Regions from separate parts of the Mus musculus genome. Here regions 2, 3, 4, 5, 6 and 7 are each linked to region 1. Evidence: chromatin contacts called from public Hi-C, HiChIP or PLAC-seq and promoter capture Hi-C data. All regions are on one chromosome and are shown on one strand. Each heading gives the region's core, a stretch centred on a gene start, on an enhancer-like site or on the middle of the called end of the contact. The rest is flanking DNA. Distances are from core to core; before and after follow the strand shown.

Region 1 (2,938 bases), core at 157-2,656:
CTGATGTCTAGAAGGGTTGAGGCGCTAAAGCAATCTCGGAAAAATCAGAGCTTTTCTTCAGGACAGGCTCAACGCAAGTTAAGAAACCCTTTTCGTCCTTTAATGGAAATCTGTTTTCCTAAAGAGCTCCGTTTAAACCCGCCTGGAGTGGAGCTGGCAGAGACTTCAGCCAGCCTTTGGGTTCCCTTTGACCTTGATTATGACCAGGAGTGTCGCTGCTAATTGCGAGGCCTGCCTCAAGGTGGAAAATGGCATCGGTTTCCACCACCACCCAGGAGAAGCCAAGTTCTGTGGACCACGACAGCGGTTAGGTTCTTTTCAGGCCGCGTCTCGCCACCCAGAGAGCAGCGCGGAGGCCGCCTACAGGTGCAGTCCCGCCACTGCGCCCGGGCTGGAGGCTGGCGGAGCCCTCGGCGTCTCAGAAAGCCCTTCCCGAAGTCCGGGCTGAGCCCCCGGGTGCCCGCCGGCCACTCCCCCTGCTTCCCCCACGCCTCTGCCCCGGCGCGGTCTGGAAAGGACGCTGGGAGCCCCTCCGAGGCTCCACGGACATGGATTTGGGAAGGGATGGCGCGCGGCCGAGGCTTTCCCTCGAGTTTGCGGCAAGTCTGACTCCGGGAAAGTTTTTCAAAGTTCCCAGCAGAGTCTGCCCAGGTCGCCTCTGCGGGGCGAGGAGACGGCGGCGAGCGCGCCAGTCTCGCCGCCGCCAGCACAGGGCTCTGGGCTCGCTTGCTGGGAGCGGCCCGGGTTCCCGGCGGGCAGGCCCTCCTCCCCGGGGCAAAAGCCGCAGCTGACGCAGGCGGCTCCGAAGGCGGAAGCCGCCCGCCCCAACTGCTCCGGCCGTACCGCGGCGCCTACACCTGGGGCTTGCAAGGGAGCCCAGGCCGTGCACCGAGGGGGCGGTCCAGCGGAGGCGCTCTGGGCTTCTCAGAGCCATGGGCTCCTCCACGGTCCTTCCAGGTTCCTTTCTCCTGGCCCGGGCTCCCCGGGACACTGATCTGCGTGTGGGGGCCCCTCGGGCGGCCATGCCACCCGGTCCGTCCCGCAACTTCCAACCCCTTCTCAATTTCTCCCCTCCCCAACAACCCGGAGGAAAGGGGCGTGCCCAATAGATGGCACGCCCCTTATGAATATTAACAATCGCGCATGCGCCTTGTTCCGCGTGTTGAGAAGAGGTGGCCAGCCGGAGTCCCGGCTCCCAGACCGGCGCTCCGGGTCCCTTCGAGAGCCAGGCGGGCACGCGTCATTGTGTTACCTGCAGCCGGCCGGCGAGCTAGGCTCAGGTTTTTTTTTTTTTTTTCCTCCCCTCCCTCCCCGCGTTTCATGCAGCTGATCTGAAAGGGAATAAAAGGCTGCGCATAATCATAATAATAAAAGAAGGGGAGCGCGAGAGAAGGAAAGAAAGCCGAGAGGTGGAAGAGGGGGGAGCGCCTCAAAGAAGCGATCAGAATAATAAAAGGAGGCCGGGCTCTTTGCCTTCTGGAACGCGCGGCTCTTGAAAGGGCTTTTGAAAAGTAGTGTTGTTTTCCAGTCGTGCATGCTCCAATCCACGGAGTATATTAGAGCCGGGACGCGGCGGCCGCGGGGGCAGCGACGACGGCAGCCTCGGCGGGAGCACCAGCGCTAGCAGCGGCGGCGGCGTCCGGAGTGCCCGTGGCGCGCGGCGCAGCGATGCGGTCCCCACGGACGCGCGGCCGGCCCGGGCGCCCCCTGAGTCTTCTGCTCGCCCTGCTCTGTGCCCTGCGAGCCAAGGTAGGAGTCTCTCTCCCGCTCTTGCTCCCCGCGGTCCTCTCCCTTCCCTCGTGGCGTTCTGGACGGGAGCGGCTGTGGCTCCCAGTGCAAGTTCCGGAGCCCTTGAGTACAAGGCTCCCTGACCCTGACTTTTCACCCGAGAGGCAGCACCCGGTGAGGGAACGCTGGTTCCCCAGAGGGGAGCCCCTGGCCTCGAAAGATAAACTCCTCCAGGCTGGGCAAAATGCGATCATTACGTTCTCACGGTCCTTCGGGGCACTTGTCTTAGTTTTCCCGCACTTGTGTTTTTTATGCCCCCAAACCAGGTTGAGCCCTAAACCTAGTTTTTGCAAAATTATTTTCACTTGCCACCGAGGATCTTTGGCAGCCTGGGGTGTGTGTATTGGGGGTGGGGGGTGTCAAGGAGTCTCCACCTCCACCTTCAGAGAAAACTTTCTCATGCGTTGACCTTCCTTCCTCGCTGGCAGGTGTGCGGGGCCTCGGGTCAGTTTGAGCTGGAGATCCTGTCCATGCAGAACGTGAATGGAGAGCTACAGAATGGGAACTGTTGTGGTGGAGTCCGGAACCCTGGCGACCGCAAGTGCACCCGCGACGAGTGTGATACGTACTTCAAAGTGTGCCTCAAGGAGTATCAGTCCCGCGTCACTGCCGGGGGACCCTGCAGCTTCGGCTCAGGGTCTACGCCTGTCATCGGGGGTAACACCTTCAATCTCAAGGCCAGCCGTGGCAACGACCGTAATCGCATCGTACTGCCTTTCAGTTTCGCCTGGCCGGTGAGTGAGCGACACACCGACAGAGTCGAACGCGGGGCCGAGCCCTATATTGCCTTGAGAAGGATTTAATGCCACTTGAAACTTGGCACTAAGTTGAGAGGCTTTGGGGGTGGCAAGTTTGAGAGTCCAGACTACAGCTGGACCTGGACAAGATGAGACGGGCGGGTCTTCCATTCTGGGTGGTGTCTGCTTAGCGCAGCGAAATGGGGTCTCTGAAGAGCATTGCTGGGGGAAAGTACGCAAGGATGCTAATTTTATGCTTGCTACTTCCAGTTCCCACCCTCGACCAGGCGGTCATTATAGATGATTTCTTTGCTTAACTAATTAAAACTCGTAGTGCCCTGGAAGGCGACTGCGCATAGTCTGCCCTGCATACGCTGTCCAAGTTGGCACCCTCCCCTTTCCCGTGAGCCGCC
Region 2 (3,167 bases), core at 376-2,875, 640 kb before region 1:
TTATATTGCAATTATGTGACAATAACTGTGATTCTTTTTAGACTATGAAGTATCTTGTAAATACTAATGATGTTATTAGTATTCATCGGCTCTTGCAGAATCCAGTTGGAAATAAACACCACAGGGTTTTTGTTTTATAGTGTCTGCAAACGTATCCCTTATATTATTTAGATTGACGCTTCCTGCATTTGAGCAACACTTCATACCCAGGATTGCAGCTGAACTCTTACATTGAGTTCTCCTGCCTGAAAACGACCCCAGCTGCCTTCCTGGGGATGACAGGTCCTTTCATATCGAGGCTGTTCGTCCACATTATCTTCAGCGGTTCCATCACCAACTGCTGGTGAATCCCGCCATAACAAATCTCCCCAGGCCTCTGAAGACCCGAGTCTGCACAGGCCTTTCCCTAGGACTGGAATCTCCCCGTTCCTGTGCCAGGCCACCTGCACTTCTCCAGCCAGGGAGGCAAGTTGATCTTCAGCATTAGACTAGCCTCCAAGCTCCAGTGTTTGGGAAAGCCTCTGCCCTCTCCCACCCTCCAGGCGGGAGTTAGTCATTGTCTTCCTGGGCTGGAACAGCCTTTCACATTCTTCTTCTAATACTTCATTTATTTTGTTTACATGTCTGTCTCCTCAGCAGGATGCTGAGCTCTTGGCAACAGAACTGTGTTATCCATCTCCACCCATAGCACATAGCCCAGTGTCTGAAATGTTAACAAAGGGTTTTATACACACAGAGGAATTGCCATCCTACCCAGTTGAGTGGTAGACTACACTGACTAAACATAAAGCCTCTTATTTTTGAGTGTGTTTAATATGTAAAAATTATGTAAAAATAGCAATGTGTTTATAGTGTGTGTGTGTGTGTGTGTGTGTGTGTGTGTGTGTGTGTGTTCTGGGACCAATCCAGGGTCTTACACATGCTAAACTAACACCCCACATACCCAGCCCTAAACTGTTTCTTCAAAATAAAATTTTCACCTTCTGATTATTAGTAAACCTTGCATTGGGCTTTTAAACTTTAGCGATTAAATCACCTGTGAGAAACTGACAGAAAGACACACCTAAGGAATGACAGTGTTGAGGGGAAAAACCAAGCCTCTGTTTCCAGAAACACCTCCCCCCCCCCGTCCCTCCCCCAAAGTGATTCTGATGCCTATCAAAGTTTGAAAGCCATCGCAATAAACCAATCCGAGTTAGAAATTGCTGGTTGCAGTTGCTTCAAATAGTTCTTGCTGTCCCAGGGTGCAGGAACAAAAGCACCTATTCAGAGAGCTAGGAGCCCTCTCTCCACCTGGCCTCAGTTGCCTGGGCTCTCCCTGGAGAGTTAATGCCGCCTTCCTTATCGCCAGGCAGCCTGGGCAGCCTTTGATCAGGAGCTTCTTCATTCGGGCTCATTCTTCACTTCAAAGCTGGGAAACTGGATCAGCCCCTCTCTTTTCCCCTTCACTCAGGGTCCAGCCAGCCCCACAGGTGGGCCAGCCCCATGGAGAAACCTGCACAGACAGGCTTCAGCCCTCACAGAGGCCGGCAGAAAAGCTTTTGTGGGACACTCCTGTCTGATTCTCCCTTAACGCAACTGGTGCCAGAGAGAAACCAGGAGAGGAAATCTGAGCTTGTTCTAAGTCTGCCATGTGGGTGTGGAGTAACCACAGTGAGGGCACAGTTCAGGAAGAACAGTTCTGTGGCGTTCCATCTCCTAATCCCTCAGGCAAGGCTTCCAGGTTAGGCTGCAAAAGGTCTTAAAAGAAAATAATCCCCTCCAGGTTCCAGAAGAAATCATCTATCTGGGAAGTAAAATTCGCTCCCAAGTGAAAACTCACGTAAAGATGATAGATGATCTGGCTTGCGAATTGGAGAATGCAAGTACTTCCATTTACTTGGCAAGTTACATCATTTCAGAAGACTGACAAGTGCTCACACTAGATGACGTTTTTTTCAGATCCATGGTAGTTATCCAAGCAATACCCTTCCATTTGTTCTCTCAAATATACTGCTTTGTAAATGTACTAAGAAAGATCATACCTTCAGGAACTAGTTGTATAATTCATTTAATAAATTGTATAATTCATTTAAAATGACAAATTAGAACGTAATTTTTAAAAGATATATCTCCCACATCTTTATCTTTGCCCAGGAAGATAGAATTAAGCAGTCTACATTTAGAACATTCTCAGAACCACAAAAGAAAACCTGTATTTGTTACAAAGCACTCCCCGTCTTTCTTCCCAAGCACAGGTATGTGAGCTACGTACTAACTTTCTGTCTCTACAGATCTGCATATTTTGTATAGATTTGCTCTCTTCCTTTTCAGGAGTAAATATCCCATAGAATCAATGTATCTAAGTATTTCATTATAAACTTATTCAATAATGAACACTTGGGATTGAATCTACCTGGAATATTTGTTCGTAAATATGTGTGTATGCATATGCACTGTTTTTTCATATCTAAGAATGGCACTGGTACTGAAGACATGACTTAGTCATCAAAGTGCCTGCCACTCAAGCATAAGAAGCTGGGTTCACACCCTGGATAACCACATAAAAGCTAGGAATGAAGGCACATATCTGAAACACAAGTGCCTGCCAAGGGGTTGGAAACAGGCAATGCCCTAGAGCTCATTGACCACCCAGGCTAACCTCAGGGATAGTTCCAGGGTTAGGAGAAACACTGCCTTAAAAAAATAAAACGTGGAGCACAATGAAGGAAGACACTTGATTGTCATCGGTTGGCCTTTATACACACACGCACACACACACACACACACACACACACACACACACACACACACTTGTGCAGTGCTGTGACTTGAATGAGAAATAACCTCAGTAGGCTCAAGCATTTGAATACTTTGTCTCTAGTTGGTGTTGCTATTTGGGAAGGTTATGGGCTACTTAGGAAGAAGGCAGAACCTTGTTGGAGGACCTACTTCACGAGTTTCATAGTCTGACCCACTCCCTCTTCTCTCACTCTATTTCCTGACTGTAAATGAAGTGCGATCAGTATGCATTCTGTCCACCCACCATGCTTCATAGTCCTGCTGGCATGCCTTCCCCACAGTGAAGACCACATCCCCTCAGGAACTATAAGGTGAAACAAACACTTTATTCCCTAAGTTGGTTCTACAAGGGTATTACTACAACCCAGAAACAGAAAGTTAACTAA
Region 3 (3,169 bases), core at 531-3,030, 740 kb before region 1:
TATTTTGCTATCTGACCCTCTAAACCAACAAACAAGGAAGATTATAAGTACACATTCTATTTCTGAGCAATTGCTAACACATGCCTTTGGCTTTTCTTTTGTTTTACCCAAGATCTTCAGGAAACATTGATTCCCATATTATACAATGCAATTGCAAAGTTCTTAGCAGAAACTTTAGACATTGTTATATCTGCATACTTATATACAAAACTCCCAATTTTACCAATTCCAGTGGTGCATTTGCAAACTATTTGGTATTCAATCTTTGTAAAAGGCAACACAAAATCTAAATGAACAGAAAAGGAGAAAGTAAATAATGCCAAAACTGATATTCCTATTGCTCAGAACATGTCGATTATTGCAGTGTAGAAAATTTGCAATACTCTACACTGACATAAAAATGAGCATTGTATACAAGTGAATGTCAAAGAATTCATAGTTGTTTGATGATATAAATATGAACAAGACAACCTTTGATTAACAATGCATGGCATAAAACTGAGAATAATTACATAACTCAAGAATTAAAAGGGAAAACAAAACACAGTTCTACAGAACTATCAGAATATTCTGTTAGATCCTTTGTGGGTCTAAGTGAAGTCTCATGAATAAAGTTGGCAACCGTCCCTTTAGCTTGGGGCCTGTGTAAGAAATGATGTGACACCCAAGAGAATGTCAGATGGACCATTAAGTAGGACAATTAAGCTACTAATGGTAGAATGGTACCCAAACCCTTACACTACCAAGCAGGCTACAGTGGCTACGCAATCTGTGTAGCAAACACATTTCAAAGGGACTTTCCAGAAAGGCAACATGAGACTGAAAGATATTGCATGGAAAATCAAGAACCAAGTTTTCAGTTCTGGCTCTGTTTCAAGCCCTTGTGTAGTTCTTGGCAAGTTGCACAACTTTCCCCTACATCACTTTCCTTGTCTGGAAAAAGGAAGATGCTGATAAGAACAAGAAAGACGAGGCTTTTCTGGTGTGCTGACTGACTTAAGCAAATGGGTACAAAATGAATATGCTGGTGTCACTGTTGCCACGCCCATCTAGATGAATTTTAATTGTACGCCTCTGCCTGTGGGAAGTATTCTGCTAATTGTTTTTGATATTGCAGATACTCAAGCAAGCTTTAAAGGTCAGCACTTCTCCAAGCATTCTCTAAGAACATCTAAGTGAGTTGGAAATTATGGAAGGTGTGCATTTTCCTGTGCTGTTGGGTCTTAAAATAAGAAAAAGTCTCTCTGTTTCCCCTGTGCTTACTGCATCTGTTTGCACACTGTGGTGACCTACTGAAGAACTGGGTTAGGGATCAGAAATCTCCAACTACCTGAACTCTATCCCAACAAGAAAGAGCAGCAGCCTGTGTTTGTTCTCCTACATTTCCAGATAGAAAAGACTGTGTGTTTTTTAAAAGTGACGAGTTGTGGTGGGGCCCCTGCTTTAATAGGGTCCTCAGTGACTCTGGTGTCAAACAGTAGCCTTGAATACCACTCTTGGGAGAAGAAAGAGCTGATGGGTCAATGCCCAGTCATGTCCAGGGTAATATGTCAGCTCATAATTCTTTAGAATCTCCTGCCAGTAACAGCTGCAGCTTGCAAACCTCTGAACCCTGAGCTTATTCTGCCTTCTATTTTGTCCTTATGTGAAAAATTGTAACTTGAGCTACTCACCCTGAGCCTCCAAAGGAGCCCATTTAACAAGAGGGGCCTGGGCCTGCCAGGTATCTGAGAAGAAATGAAATGTATCAACAGCCGGTGCTATTTCATCTTAACGCATCTCGGGCTGGCCTCTTTGCAGCCTCTCTTGCTCTGCCCCTGGCATTGGGTGTGCTGTCTGTCCCCATTAGCTTGTCATTAGTGCCATTAATGAAAATCCGGTTTTACGTGCTGAAAAGTGATCCGGAGCAGTCTTGAGGAAATGCTATAAAGGTTGCTCCTGCTGTTTGCAGGAGCCTTTGGCACACCTGCAGACTTGATGGGGCTTTAAAAGGTCTCTCTTCCTGCGTGGAAGGGCGTGCACCAAGTGTAAGCAGTACAATAAATACTCCTAATAGTTGCATTCTGGGGTCGTGAAAGCCTTCCTCAGCATCCCAGGAAAGCCAATGCACTCTGGTGAAGAAGTGAAATGTTAAAGTTTTGTAGTTTGAGAAAACTGGTCATTAAGCCAAAGTTCAGGAATGCTTAGCCAGGCCCAAGCGTCATGAACAGTCTTCTTTTCATCATGAGAAATTAAATTAAAGACGTTAATTTAAAATAACTGTCTGATTACTGATGAAGTGTAAATTAAGTAATCTATTTCACGCTATGCAATGTCAAGGAAAGAAGATGCCAAAGTGAACTTTATTAGTAATTCAAACTCTATATAGATTTACTGAAATTAGAAACATAAGAACGAAAAAGAGAAACTAATTTACAAAAAAAATGATACTCTTGGGTGGAAATAGAGAATTATAGGAAAGGAGAGATTTCTTAGGTATTTCTACTTACCTTTATTTTCTATGTGAGCTATCCCATCTCTACTCCCCACCCCAACTACTGTGCTAGAAAGTCTTCCGACAAACTGGTTGTGTTATTTTGGGAGATTGTAGAAAATTGAGGATATGGGGATGAATAGAAAAAGTAGGGTAGACCATTGTGGATCTTTCAACTCTGCCTCTCCCTATCTCCCTCTGTGGCTACCTACATGAGCTCAGAAACAGCCACTTGTAACAATGCCTCAGAAATCATGAACCCAAATAACTTATTTCTTTCTATCAGTTTGGTCAGATAACGTGTCATATTAATGGGAAGAAGAACACAAAGCCACACAAGTTGGTAGACCAATCTCTCTGTAAAAGGTATTTGCTTTAAGACTGTGATTATGTTTGCTGAGAGAAGGAGAATTGGTATTCAATAGAGATGAGCTGCCTAATTGATTATGTAGTGCCAAGTGGTCATTTATGAAATCATCTGTATATAAACAACATCAAATGGACTCAACATGTTGTATTTATATGTGTATATGTATATTGCTACGTATATGTATGTATATGCAACATTAATAATAAAAATTTAAAAGGCCATGAATTCAAGAGATAGTAAGGGGAGACATAGGAAGGGGTGGAAGGTAAGGATACAAGGGAAATGATATAATTATGTTTCACACTAATTTTTTTAAAAATACTGTG
Region 4 (3,159 bases), core at 124-2,623, 790 kb before region 1:
TTCCCCAAGGAATCACCAGCTAAAGGTCTTTGAGGAATGTGTTCTCCTTGGTAGTTATCATTGCATTGAATTGCTCTTGGGTTGAATTCTGTATCACAGCTATGTAAAGACGTGCTTTACATAGACATGCACATAAGAAATGCATAATATGTTTCCTATTAAGGAATTTTGAAGACGGCACAGGAAGGAAGACTATTGTTTTGGTCACTGGCTGCCACTAAATGCAAAGGGATCGCAACAACATCCTGGCCCAGTACAAGAGAAGTCATCACAAAATATCTTCAGTTTCTTGACTTAAAAGTTGATTAAACAGAGCGGCAGAATTTCCTGGAAAAGTATTTGGAAATTTTGCTGGTGTCAGAAAATGTGTCCTTGTGGCTCTTCCTCAGAACCAAGGTAGCATCTCCAGCAGCATTGCCTTTAAGGCAGTTAAAATGACAGAGATCTACCTTGGGTGACACAGACGGGACTTACTGGGTTGGGAATCCCTTATTATCGGCCAAGGAGTTTTGCCTCTGTAATTTGTATTTTCCTTAGCTGAGATTAGCACATAGAACCCCTCCATATGTCAAGAATATATCACTTCTACAAAATACTTTTTATTATCTCCCTTTATATCTCTTGGGTTATTAGGGAAAGGCCACTACAAGCAAATTTCAAATCTTCCTTAAACTTCATTTGTTCTCTTACTAGTTCTTCTTTTCTTCTTTGCTCTTCTATTCTCTCTCCCTTTCCACTACACTTTTTCTCTCTCCTTCTCTCTTCTAGTCCATTGTCATTCTATGTCTAGGATTGATCATAAGTGTGTTAATCCAAAAATGAATATTCTAATGAAGACCTGCCTTACAGGGAATAAATAACATTTAAGTTCTTAGTTTCAATGAAAACGAATATCTATGTTTTCTTCCTGGCTCAAAAAAAAAAAAAAAAAAGTTTTTCTGTGGAAATTCCCAAAGCAGTGAAGTTTAAAGAAACAAACAAACAAAAACAAAAGAAAAACTTTTAGTAAATAGCCAGCTTTCATCTATACCCACTAGATTGCCTAATGGGAAAAAGAGTACCAAAAAAAAAAAAAAAGTATAATTCAAAGTTACCAGGAGCAGGGAAAAAGGCAGAAAGGGAGAATGGAAAAATACATTTTCCCCTTTAAGAGATTCGAGGGAAGTCACTACAACACAAGCATCTGTGTCTACAACATGTAAGAGCATTGGTTATATTGATGAATAGCACCTCTGGGGGCCCTGATGTACAGTGCTTTTCTATTAGATACAGTTTTCATAGAAACAAAGCTGTGAGCGCCAGCAGTAGACAGATGCTTGCTTGGAGTGGTCACAGATCACGTGAGTGCTGACAACATTAATTTGTTTGCTGAAGAACAGACTTTTTGTGAACAAGCAAGCTGCTCTAGGGTGAGATGAGAAAAACTGAAATCAAAGCACTTAGAGGTAAAGGTGAAACTCCAACCAGAAAGACATTTGTGCTTCCCGAAAGCTGGGTTGGAGGGTAAATTCAAACATGTGCTAAATAAGAAGGCTTACAAAGATTCAAGAAGGAGAAATGTTAAGCTCATAGCACAATGATGTGGGGAGTAGACCCTTGTACTCTTAAGCAAAGCAATATTTTAGGGCTAACAGTTATTGAGAAATAGAGGGAAAATATACGTTCTTTACTGTTCTATACTCATCTCCATTTTCAAAGATTTTTAATATTTATCAAAGTGTTATAATTATTCCATAATGCTCACACAATATTCCAAAGGAAAATCATTTACAATATTTACATATGTAGTGGTTTATGAATGTGTAACTGGGAGATCTGCTGTCAATTGTTAGGTGCATGTAAGGTCCTCATTTCAGGCCAAACTATCAGACTAGAGTTAATTGGGTTTAGAGTAAATTCTTGGTCTATTGATACTGCATGAAAATTGATTTGGTTCAATTCTGAAATTCCAAGAGTGGGGAATCTTTAAAGAAAAAAACAAAACCTCTAGATGGTGTGCCATAAATTGGTCTTTGGTAGACTTAAATGGGAGGCAGAAATACAGTTTCTTGGATGAAGTTCAGATAAATGTGGCTGTTTTGATTACAGAATCTGAAGTGTGACATGCCCTAAATGCTCCCCTGTTCTGAGCCAAAGGATCATGTAGTTGCGCTGTCCAAGACAAGTGAATCTAACATTTCTAGACATTATTCATACAAAAATAGTCAGAAAAATGTAGCTGGAAAACTGTTGGCACTGTCCAGATAAAACTTGTTCCTCCTCAAAGTAATCCATTGGTATTGATGAAGGCAATCCAGCTCTTATTTGTATCTATATGAGGTTAGGCTAAAACACATTTTCTCACACATAGCTGCAAGGGTAAAATTGGATCTTGTAATATAAGTAGCAAATTGCCTCCCTTCCCTCTTCCTGTCTCTTTATTCACTTCTCTCTATATCACTCACAAACCACACAGGCACATCTACTGATGAACTCACTTGTTTATATAACACCATGTTCCAAGTGGCTTTTAACAATATTTTTCAAAAGTATTTGTAAAAGGAAATGAACGAATCAGAAATCCCAGTGAAGAGAAGTCACAGTTTGTGTCTCTCACAACTTTTATTCTCAGTATTTTCTATAAACCACAAGAGTTCATTTAGACTGGTTATCACAAAATAGCATCAAGTAGAAAACCAAGATTTATAAACAACCAAAATTTATTTTTCACAGTGCCAAGAAGATGGAAAAAACAAGACTCATGTTCTGGCAGACTCAAGCTTTTATGGCTGGAATCTGGATTGCCCCTCACAGGCCCATGTGAGTGCTTACTACAAGTTGGTGGTGCTATCTTGAAGACTGCACAGCTTTTAGATGAATCCTGGCTGTGGAAGTATTTCTGTAGAAGCAGGACTTCAAAGGATACATCTTCCTCTGGTAACAGCCCCCTGTTTTCCACTGCACATTCCTGCTGCCAAGGATAGAGCTGTCCCTACCACAGAGCTGTTTCTAGAACTATGATATACTGAAATCTCTGAATCTGTGGTCCCACAGACTTCTCCCATTTAGATGGTCTAGTCAGTTATTGCTACAACAGGAATAGTTCCAGGTCATTCATCTACAAGACACTATGTATCTCAGACACAGGGGACATCATGGACTATGGGGATGAGATGATTT
Region 5 (2,879 bases), core at 192-2,691, 760 kb before region 1:
TAGCTGTCAGAAGGCTGACACTTCAAAAACTTTTTCTCTGTTTGATGATTTGGGGAGTTCTGGATAACCTAACCCCAAAGTCCACTGCAATAATTTTCTACTAAGCATGCAGCCCTTCCATGTCTCTGATTTCACTTAAATTTTCATGTTCAGTCTCTACATTATTACTTCCAATATATTAGGTTTATTTCTTTGAAATCTTCATATTAGAGGAAGGTAAACCTAGGGGAAGAGGAGAAGAAAACAAAAAAAAAAATACTGAAGAAACTAACACCAAATCTTCTGAGGCAAACCTCACTTTCTCATGAAGGATTTATAAGTAAACTAATGCAAGCAGTAATGTTGTTTACTGGTCAGTAAGGAAGCTGTTTACTATAAGGAAGTAACAAAAGCCAGAGTGGGAACAGGAAACCAAAGAGAGGAAGCAGTTTACAAGCCCCCAGAAAACACACACAGATGGAAGTTAATGAAAAGATAGGAAAGAAGGAAGTCCACTGTGTATCGGGATCCAAATACTGACTTGCATCATCATCCTGGCACTTATGTCACTCTCTCATTTCTGTGTTCTTGTTGGGATCTTTAAAGATAAGATTCCAACACTTTAAAATCTTCTCTACTGGACTCTCGGTTAACGAAACTACCCGTGCCCGTTTGAATCCTGCAAATAAGGAAATCAACAGAAACTCTGAGAAACATGCAAGGAAGGAAAGCTCCAAGGACTTATTAGAGATTTTACAAGCCAAAGCTAGGCCCCTTTTTTTATTTTTTATTTTCCCCTTTGCACGATCCTGAGTAGATCCATAGCAAGGAGCAGAACCCAGGGTTCACACATATATTTATTTAGTTAGCAAGACATTCCTATTTTAATAGCTTAAAGTTCTTAACTTTCTTGTTAGCAAATGTTAACAAGGTTTAAAATGAATAAAGTGTGAGCTGTGGCATGTAAGAAATTTTGGCTTATCCTGGCTCTTTCTTTTTTATACCTTTGTTCAATGAAAATGTCCTACTGACAGGCAGAGCGTCTGGGCAAGTTTATAGATAGTGTTCCCACCTCAGGGCCACAAGGTCACAGATTCATTCCTGATTCTATTTAAAAAACACTCAACAATGGTTAGTTTGTGTGTGCTTTTATGAGCAAGAGCTGTTTTATAAGATCCAGGATCTTAAAGATACTCTAAGGAATCTTGTGGGTACATGAGGCTATGAATTGGGCTGCTTGGTGTAATGTTGGGGAGCTTCAAGAGTCATGGGTAAGAACTGACTATAACAGCTCTCAGACACCATGTCTACATAAGGGCCAAAAGCAGTTTGTTTTCATGGTGGTCATCAAAAGTACTTGAAAGGCATTTCAACCTGTCCCGGCATCAGTTTGCCAGTGGTCATAAAATGAAACAAGGCAGAGGGAAGGGAAAGGAAAAAGAAAAGAGCTGCCTTCACTTGATTTACATGGACATTTTATAAGTGTATTAGTCAGTGTAGACCTTCCTTCGTGGGTAGAGCATATGGCCTCTGAGAAGTTGTTCCTTCCAAGCATTTCTGAAGCCCCAGGAGAAAAGGAGGGAAAAATCCATCTTTATTTTAGGAGCAAATACAATGCCACGTCTCCAAGAATGGCCTAACCAGAAGGTTTCCATGGCTTTCTGAAGTATGCTGGCTAAAAACTAGAAATCCCTCAAATCATATGTGTGTGTGTTTTCAATGAACTTTCAGGCAATAGATTACTCTTTCTGAGTCTTTTTATTAAACCTTTGCACAGATGTCTATCTAAATCGAAGCATTTGTCACCCACAAACTTCAGAGAGAAGTGGTGATTTAAAGCATAACAGTTATCTGTTCTTTTTATATAAATGATGTAGTCGTAAGAATGTCTCTTAATCAAGGCTATTATATAGTTTACTGTTTGAATGTTTTTCCTGAGAGTGTGCCATGGTTTTTCAGATCTCTCCCACTCCTGGGTAAGAAACCTTTCGCTCCCCCATGAAAGCCTCTACAGTATATGGTGTTCTGCTCTTGCCTTTTATATGAATAGCAGTCTTTCAGTATCAACAGGATACTGGTTCCACAGCCATTCAGAGAGCCCAAACTCTGTGTATGGTCAAGTTTCTTTTATGAAATAGTATGGTGTTTATCTAGACTCAAGGCACATCTCATATGCTTTAAGTAACCTTTACATTACTTATACTACATAACTGGTTACAAATTGTACAGATAGTTACCCTGCACTGTTTAGAAAGTAATAACAAGAAAAATCTGCATGCATTTCATAGAGACATATACTATCACAGAATTGTTTTTTATGTGTAATTTTATCATATAATTACTTGGTGCTCAAAGAAGTCAGAAGAGGGCACAGGATTTCCCTACAATTGGAGTTACAGCTGAAGGTAAGCCACCACTGTAGTTGCTGATAACCTAATCCAGTCCTTCTGAAAGAACAAGTTTTCTTAATTCTCCAGTTACCTCCCAAGCCCTGAGACATAATATTTTTTTATATCATCTGTTGTACGTTGCTTAAATTCAAGTATACGTTACACATAGACCTAGAAAGCTAACTCTGAATTGACTTCCAGATGTGTGTGTGTGTGTGTGTGTGTGTGTGTGTGTGTGTGTGTGTGTGCGCGCGCGCGCGTGTGTGCATCCACAAAGACTATAATCTGAGAATCTTTATTTAATTTATTTTCAACTTGTTCACCTAATCCCACTACTCTATGGATAAACACTATTACAAAGCCATTTCTAGTTTTGCAACTTTCCCCACAGAACACATATGGATAATCAGTATTTCTGCTTTTAAAACTAAGTTTTCAAATATGCCTATATAATAATACTTCACATGTTCATTAAACGCTCCCAGGAGTGCAATATTCACGAATCCAATT
Region 6 (2,782 bases), core at 109-2,608, 590 kb before region 1:
GCAAGGATCCTTGCCCACAGAAAGGGAAATAAGCATGATGAACCAGCCCAAAAGGAAATTTACCAAAAAAAAAAAAAAAAAAAGCTGGCTCCTGCCTCTTCCAGCCCTCAGCTAGGGACAAGGTTCCTTCACAGAGTCCCCTTGTGACTTGGGACACATTTCTTAGCTTTCCTGACCTCTTTGTTTTGAAGATGAAGCAGTCTTCCGTCTCTATCCTTCTCCAGGACCTTACCAAACATATACTGAAAGTCTTTTGTTTTATCACCAAAAGCTTTGCCCACTTATCACATTAAGGAATGCCTTCTAGGGTGGGAAAGCATTCATTCTTCCCCAGAGAGACTGTCCATGCTGCATAGCTCATTGCAACTATGCTAAATATTCTCTCAGTTGGTTGAAAAAATATAAGCAGTATCAGATGAACCTACAGAAGGCCAGGCATGTGTTTTCACAATACTAGACTTCTAATGAAATTCAAATCGCCAGATTCTTTAACTTTCCTAAACACTATCTCTGCCCAGAGGGTGTACTCTGTGAAGACTCTGTTGGTGACAGCAGCTGGCTGTTTCGGACAGAAGGTGGCTGGATTCTGCAATGCAAAAGCGAGGATCTGAGAATCCAGTGGGTGGATGACCAAATGCTCCTGGGACAATGGCTTATGGCTTTTCTCAGTGGCTCACACCGTGAAAGGAAACCTCTAGCATTTCATAGGATAAGAGGGCATCATAATTAGAGTCACTAAAATAGCTGCGAGGCTGAGCTGCCGATTTGGAAGATGGTGCCCATTCAGAGTGAAAGGGAAGTAAAAGACACTAGGAGGTGGGGGGGAAGGGGACAGAGGCAGTTTCCTTGAAAGACCTGAAAGTGAGCAGCAGGAAAGATGAAAGGATAGGGGTTACACACAATAGCATATTCTTCTCCACAGCACCTAATTCTCCAGCTCAGTATTCATCACTGTCGGGCTCTGTGGAGCATTCAATGGGGGCTTTATGTTGAGCCTCATTATCCACTCAAAGATAGGGGGCACACCATGCAAATGAAGCCAAGCCTACAGATAGGCTGTTAAAATACTGCAATTTGTCAGCATTTAGATAAACAAATGAAGGTCATTCTGTGTGTGGGAGGTGGACCCCCGGGAGCTTTCTGGGTATTTTGACACTTATTGTGAGAAATATCTTAAATGTCCCCAAAGTGGCTCCCTCCTTATCATTTAAAGAGAGGATAAAGAGTTGCTAATTTGCTTATAAGTAAGATAACTGGGAGACTGGAAGAATCTCTGCTTTCATCCTTTCGTCTTTATTCCGCTGATTAATGTCCTCATTAGGCTCAAGCTGCCAGGCTGGCTGTTGCTCACACCGCCTCTAGAGGAGACACCTTTTAAGCCTTTTAATCCATTTGTAGAGGAAAGCTCATGCCCACGCACAAGAATGTGTGTGTGTGTGTGCGCGTGTGTGTGTGCGCTGCAACAGCAGCAGCAGCAGCAGCACTAGCAGCTAGTGATCATTTTAGTGAGTTTTATGTCTAGCCATAAGAGTGTGAAAACATTATTCTCAGTCCACGAAGAAACAAGATTTTAAAGCTCCTGTTTTTGAATTATTGCTTTCATTTTTGCAATAACTTTTGGGGTGTTAATTAAAGAGAAACTAAAATTACCCACGTTAATTGTTCTGCACTTGCAGGCTTCATCCCTTCTGTCTGAGGAGGGGGTGACAGGAGCACATGTTAAAGAAAATCTGCGAAGAGGCCAACAAAGCCGCCTTTGGTGATCTAGTCTATTCTCTGGTTTCTTAAAAGACGTTTAATGATGCTCTGGTGACAGTACCTTAGAAATCAGATCGAATCAATTGTAGCACAATTTCAAAAGCGAGATTATGGGACAATGGGTTCCCATCCCTCCCAGAGCAAGCATGGCCACAAGGCCGCCTGTCTAAGCTTATCCACAGCTGTTGCCCAACCTAAAGCTGTGGGGCACATCTCTACCCTGCCCCAACCAGGAGCCAACCCCTGGTGGCTTGAGCTCCCATCAATCTCCATTTATTCCACAAAGCAAGTATCACTAAAGTCTCATTTGTGATTCTTTGCCACTCGGGCCTCCACACAAACTTTTCTTTGTAAGAGAATGATGTGGAGTTAATTAAGTGTGGTAACTTATATGTAAGGCGCCATTGAGAGCAGAGATGTGGTGCAGATGCGGTGTGAAATGATGGCGAATTACTCTTGTGAAGAACACAAATCGGGGTGAGTGACCATTATTTAGGACCAAAAGAAGTTACTGGGCACTCAATTATCACCCCTTTTGTTAGCACAACGCACCAGATGGTTACAACACTGAAGAGTTTTCTATTATCCTAACATTTTCTTAGACTGTCTTTTCTTCTTCTCCAATTTGCCATAAGATGATTACCTTCTTATGGGGAGTTGATTGTTGGGAAAGATGCTGGGGGTCGTGCACAGATTCCGTGGGGAGCGGCAGGAAAGGGTATGCCTTGAGCAGGAGAGCTGTTGATAGGCTGTCTCTATAACTCTAGCCACACTCCTTCTGCCTGGATCTGCCAGTCCCTCTCTGCCCCCAAATCCAGAGGACACAGTATTCGAATGTGACCGGCTGCTCTGCCTTCTGTCAAGGCATTTCCAGCCAAGTGAGCAGTTTTTTTTTCCTTTCTTTCTTTCTTTTTCTTTTTTCTTTTCTTCCTTTAAGGAGCAGAGAGGTCTCAGTAAAATTAATTCCCACTCATTGGCAGCACTGAGGCGTCAGGTGAGGACAAAAGCAGACGAGCTTTTGAAT
Region 7 (2,927 bases), core at 44-2,543, 970 kb after region 1:
TGCTTGGCATTTCACTATATCAACAGAAAACTGTCCAAGACAATGAGACAATGGCCAGGAGCTGTGGCCCACAAAGACTCAACCAGTAGGAAAAGGGAGTGGAAATCTGCCAGCAGTGTTCCCTGCAGGACTCCACGTCATTAAAGCTTCAAGGTTTTAGATAACAGTACCATTAATATTTTCTGACTTCTTCCTTTCCTGGAAGTAGGTAAGAAAGAGTTCCTATTCTTAGAGAGGGGTGTAGAACAGAGCAGAGTGGAGACAAAGACAGTTTCTTCCAGTCTAGTCTCATCGTGTAGGTGTTCCATTGTGTAGGTGTGCCATTGTGTAGGTGTGCCATTGTGTAGGTGTTCCATTGTATAGGTGTGCCATTGTGTAGGTGTGCCATTGTGTAGGTGTGCCATTGTGTAGGTGTTCCATTGTGTAGGTGTGCCATTGTGTAGGTGTGCCATTGTGTTGTTTAGATAATAGCCCACTGACATCCTTATTTCCTGAACGTATGGAAGAAATATGGGACATATGGAAAATAAGGAATTTTTCCAGGCTATGTGGTTCTTTTAAGCTTGTTTGGCTGTTTTGTTTTTATTTCTGGTGTTTCAAGATCATTCCTGTCCTGAATTCAATAAAGTTTTTAAGGTACACACTCAAGTTCTCAGCACAGAGAATTTAATATCAATTATTTCTGAAATCATGTTCCCACCCACTCACCAGTTCTTCCCTTCTCTGCACCTCTGTCTTGTCTATGCAGGCACTCCCATCCTTTGTGGGTTTTTGTTTTGTTTTGTTTTGTTTTGTTTTGTTTTGTTTTGCTTTGCTTTTGCAGATTCTGAACTATCTTTTTTAGTTCTCAGGTTCTAAGTCTCATCCCAGCCTACTCTTCATCCTTCCTCCTAAACTATCCCCCAAAGTGCCCAGGTCCCAGCTCTCTTCACACTGACCAATCATCAGAGAGGCTCTGGCTGCTTTTTGTACAAAGCTGTTGTGTGACTCTCATGTTCCAATCTTTGGAGAGTACAGGTTTAATTTGTCCCTAGGCCTTTGTTTATTCTCTCTCTTGCTAGTTTCATTTAGTTGGGATAAAACATATACAGCACAGATACATTTCCATCAGCAATGAACTTTTTATCATCTGCTCATAACACACAAATGGATATGGGGTTAGCAGTGCAAGCTAAAGCTGTGTAAACATGCTCTATTTGCACAGTGGGAATCGCCTAGCGATTCTCACACTGCTACTAATGCTTAAGTCTATCTCTTTTCTCCATCTGAGATGTGGTTGTCCCACTGTGAGAGGGTGACAGACTGGAATCCATGCCTAGGAAGTAGTGGGCTAACAAAGACAGACAGCTTGTTGCCCCTTGAGACACAAAGGAAGCTCCGTTCCTGCTACTATCCCTGAGCATCAAGGACAAAGACACTTTTCAGTCTTGTCTTAGCTCTGTACAGACAGAAAAACAATGATGCCTGAATCCGTTTCACAGGTCTTCATGTTGCTCTCAAAGAAGCTTATCTATGCGGATCTTTGCACAAATGGAGCACAGACAGGTTCCCAGACTTATCTGTGCTCAGATGTCTCTCAAGCCAGACCTTACCAATGTCTAACTCTCCAGGGCCTAGGAGGCCATTTGATCTTGATCAAGAGAGGTAGTTCTGACTGAACATGAAGAAGTGCACCATGCTTGACTTATAATGATCCCAGAATCCTTTCTGCCTTCAACAGCCTTTCTGGAGAGGCTTGAATTCAAATTTCCATTTTTGTATTTCAGGTCACGTTGTTTCGACACACGGCTGCTGTGTCCTGAGATCAGCGCTACGTGCTAGGGACACAGCAGTGAATGAGTCAGATGTGAGCTCTTCCTTACTGAACCATTCATCCCAGAGGGGAAGGGCTCAAGGGAGTGATCACAATTACACATACAGAGTACGGAGAGGAGAAAGGGAAGTAGCAAGGATGGAAATAGCCTGCTCCATCCTCATCCTCTCTACCCACCTCCTGCCACGTTATTCAAACTCTGAAGGCATCACTTTTATCTTGGGACACTGTCTAATGGGTGCTTCAGAGGGAAGGTGACCACAAGGATAAATAATCCAGAACTTAGGCAGTTTCATGAATGGCTGAGAACAGTGGTGATCTGTCAAAGACTCAGGAGTAGAAAGTTATGTAGGACAGCTGTCTTCTAATGCTGAAAGACTTCCCCTTGGGAGCAAACTTCAGCACCATCTAGAAATCCCCTGTGAGTTCAAACAACAAGAGCCAAGTAGAGAAATCACAGAGATTCGGCGTCATGCTCACCAGAGCAGAGTTGGATACAGTGTGTGCTTTCTAGTATCTACCCAAGAATGCAGAGAGCACCAGCCATCAGGAACAACCAAGTACTGGCCCAGCTGCTCACATCAGAATCAACACAGCAAACAGGGAGGGAGAAGAAGTCAAGAAGAGAGAGGAGTCGACAAAGTTTTCAAGATTTGGTGTCAGAGAGGATGAGCCACTCGTAAGGAAGCTGGCTAGAACAAGGCCGGGGCTTAGCAACTATCAGCTGTCTCCTCCAACTGAAAACAAAAGAGAGTGATCGGATCCCTTTTCGGTTTTTCTTTCCCAAATCCTAGATGGTACTTAACATTCCTAGGCTTGAACATCACCATGCTTTTGTGCGGTTTGTTTGTCTGTTTGTTTGTTTTTACTCTAAAGCTCTTTGCTTCTATTTGCTCTAGTCCATTAAATACTAGAGCAACACCCAGGAACAGACTATGAGAGGACACACCTTCCATCTTCTGAATCTCCTCTTGGAACCCCCGCCCTGAAACACTGCTATGTTCACTCTCTAAGTTTCCCTTTAACCAGCTGGTTATTCTACTTACGGACCTTGCTGTCAGGCAACAGGCACTCCATAAATAATGTCTGAACTAAAGTCCGGAGCCAGGGTACC

Evidence for each region. Promoter capture Hi-C pulls out the DNA fragments that hold promoters and counts their contacts. A called contact is a pair of places that touch in the nucleus more often than the background predicts. HiChIP or PLAC-seq counts read pairs in DNA pulled down with a chosen protein or histone mark.
Region 2: a contact with region 1 is called in a promoter capture Hi-C map of cranial neural crest. The contact joins the enhancer-like site here to the promoter of Jag1 in region 1. A contact is called at or near these places in 12 of 39 promoter capture datasets (the 3T3-L1 cell line, the C10 cell line, the HPC-7 cell line and 6 more), 1 of 15 datasets of contacts at CTCF or cohesin (the NIH/3T3 cell line), 1 of 484 Hi-C or Micro-C datasets (muscle stem cells), 14 of 115 datasets of contacts at active chromatin or transcription factors (craniofacial prominence, embryonic basal ganglia, embryonic forebrain and 10 more) and 1 of 9 other capture datasets (embryonic stem cells).
Region 3: an H3K4me3 HiChIP or PLAC-seq map of embryonic limb bud shows a contact between it and region 1, with 5 times the contacts expected there. The contact joins the enhancer-like site here to the promoter of Jag1 in region 1. A contact is called at or near these places in 6 of 39 promoter capture datasets (the 3T3-L1 cell line, the C10 cell line, cranial neural crest and 2 more), 1 of 484 Hi-C or Micro-C datasets (epidermal suprabasal cells), 8 of 115 datasets of contacts at active chromatin or transcription factors (astrocytes, cardiomyocytes, embryonic forebrain and 5 more) and 1 of 9 other capture datasets (embryonic tail).
Region 4: a contact with region 1 is called in a promoter capture Hi-C map of second pharyngeal arch cranial neural crest. The contact joins the enhancer-like site here to the promoter of Jag1 in region 1. A contact is called at or near these places in 4 of 39 promoter capture datasets (cranial neural crest, frontonasal cranial neural crest, maxillary cranial neural crest and 1 more) and 8 of 115 datasets of contacts at active chromatin or transcription factors (acute myeloid leukemia, astrocytes, craniofacial prominence and 4 more).
Region 5: an H3K4me3 HiChIP or PLAC-seq map of embryonic limb bud shows a contact between it and region 1, with 6 times the contacts expected there. The contact joins the enhancer-like site here to the promoter of Jag1 in region 1. A contact is called at or near these places in 5 of 39 promoter capture datasets (the C10 cell line, cranial neural crest, hippocampal neurons and 2 more), 1 of 15 datasets of contacts at CTCF or cohesin (the NIH/3T3 cell line) and 5 of 115 datasets of contacts at active chromatin or transcription factors (embryonic hindbrain, embryonic limb bud, embryonic stem cells and 2 more).
Region 6: a Hi-C map of neural progenitor cells shows a contact between it and region 1, with 2.1 times the contacts expected there. The contact joins the enhancer-like site here to the promoter of Jag1 in region 1. A contact is called at or near these places in 10 of 39 promoter capture datasets (the HPC-7 cell line, cranial neural crest, embryonic stem cells and 6 more), 7 of 484 Hi-C or Micro-C datasets (cortical glia, embryonic fibroblasts, neural progenitor cells and 2 more), 23 of 115 datasets of contacts at active chromatin or transcription factors (the NIH/3T3 cell line, bone marrow-derived macrophages, cardiomyocytes and 16 more) and 3 of 9 other capture datasets (adipose tissue, embryonic stem cells and pancreatic islet).
Region 7: a contact with region 1 is called in a Hi-C map of stem cell-derived motor neurons, with 6 times the contacts expected there. The contact joins the enhancer-like site here to the promoter of Jag1 in region 1. A contact is called at or near these places in 4 of 39 promoter capture datasets (the 3T3-L1 cell line, cranial neural crest, frontonasal cranial neural crest and 1 more), 1 of 15 datasets of contacts at CTCF or cohesin (the NIH/3T3 cell line), 8 of 484 Hi-C or Micro-C datasets (brown adipocytes, cerebellum, cranial neural crest and 4 more), 6 of 115 datasets of contacts at active chromatin or transcription factors (the NIH/3T3 cell line, astrocytes, embryonic forebrain and 3 more) and 1 of 9 other capture datasets (embryonic stem cells).

Annotation. Positions count from the first base shown.
Region 1 is chr2:137,114,988-137,117,925 of GRCm38.p6, reverse strand. It overlaps Jag1 (jagged 1), which reads left to right and starts at 1,406. Exons shown (of 26, transcript NM_013822.5): 1 at 1,406-1,749; 2 at 2,217-2,522. The coding sequence starts at 1,669.
Region 2 is chr2:137,754,854-137,758,020 of GRCm38.p6, reverse strand. No RefSeq gene overlaps it. Among named protein-coding and RNA genes, the nearest start is that of Gm14064, 93 kb to the right of the region's middle. Within about 2 kb of position 1,625, at least 45 of the 459 cell types and tissues checked have an H3K27ac peak or open chromatin away from gene starts, as enhancers often do.
Region 3 is chr2:137,852,427-137,855,595 of GRCm38.p6, reverse strand. No RefSeq gene overlaps it. Among named protein-coding and RNA genes, the nearest start is that of Gm14062, 23 kb to the left of the region's middle. RefSeq lists an enhancer at 755-3,169. Within about 2 kb of position 1,780, at least 8 of the 459 cell types and tissues checked have an H3K27ac peak or open chromatin away from gene starts, as enhancers often do. A contact at or near this core is called in embryonic limb bud, where this site is marked.
Region 4 is chr2:137,906,340-137,909,498 of GRCm38.p6, reverse strand. No RefSeq gene overlaps it. Among named protein-coding and RNA genes, the nearest start is that of Gm14062, 31 kb to the right of the region's middle. Within about 2 kb of position 1,373, at least 1 of the 459 cell types and tissues checked has an H3K27ac peak or open chromatin away from gene starts, as enhancers often do. A contact at or near this core is called in second pharyngeal arch cranial neural crest, where this site is marked.
Region 5 is chr2:137,878,758-137,881,636 of GRCm38.p6, reverse strand. No RefSeq gene overlaps it. Among named protein-coding and RNA genes, the nearest start is that of Gm14062, 3.4 kb to the right of the region's middle. Within about 2 kb of position 1,441, at least 3 of the 459 cell types and tissues checked have an H3K27ac peak or open chromatin away from gene starts, as enhancers often do. A contact at or near this core is called in embryonic limb bud, where this site is marked.
Region 6 is chr2:137,704,812-137,707,593 of GRCm38.p6, reverse strand. The region is part of intron 5 of Gm14064 (a long non-coding RNA gene); the gene reads right to left. Among named protein-coding and RNA genes, the nearest start is that of Gm14064, 43 kb to the right of the region's middle. Within about 2 kb of position 1,358, at least 55 of the 459 cell types and tissues checked have an H3K27ac peak or open chromatin away from gene starts, as enhancers often do. A contact at or near this core is called in cortical glia, embryonic basal ganglia, neural progenitor cells and 3 more, where this site is marked.
Region 7 is chr2:136,149,882-136,152,808 of GRCm38.p6, reverse strand. The region is part of intron 3 of Pak7 (p21 (RAC1) activated kinase 7); the gene reads left to right. All of the region lies in intron 3 of Gm14218 (a long non-coding RNA gene), which reads right to left. Among named protein-coding and RNA genes, the nearest start is that of Gm14218, 14 kb to the right of the region's middle. Within about 2 kb of position 1,293, at least 11 of the 459 cell types and tissues checked have an H3K27ac peak or open chromatin away from gene starts, as enhancers often do. A contact at or near this core is called in stem cell-derived motor neurons, where this site is marked.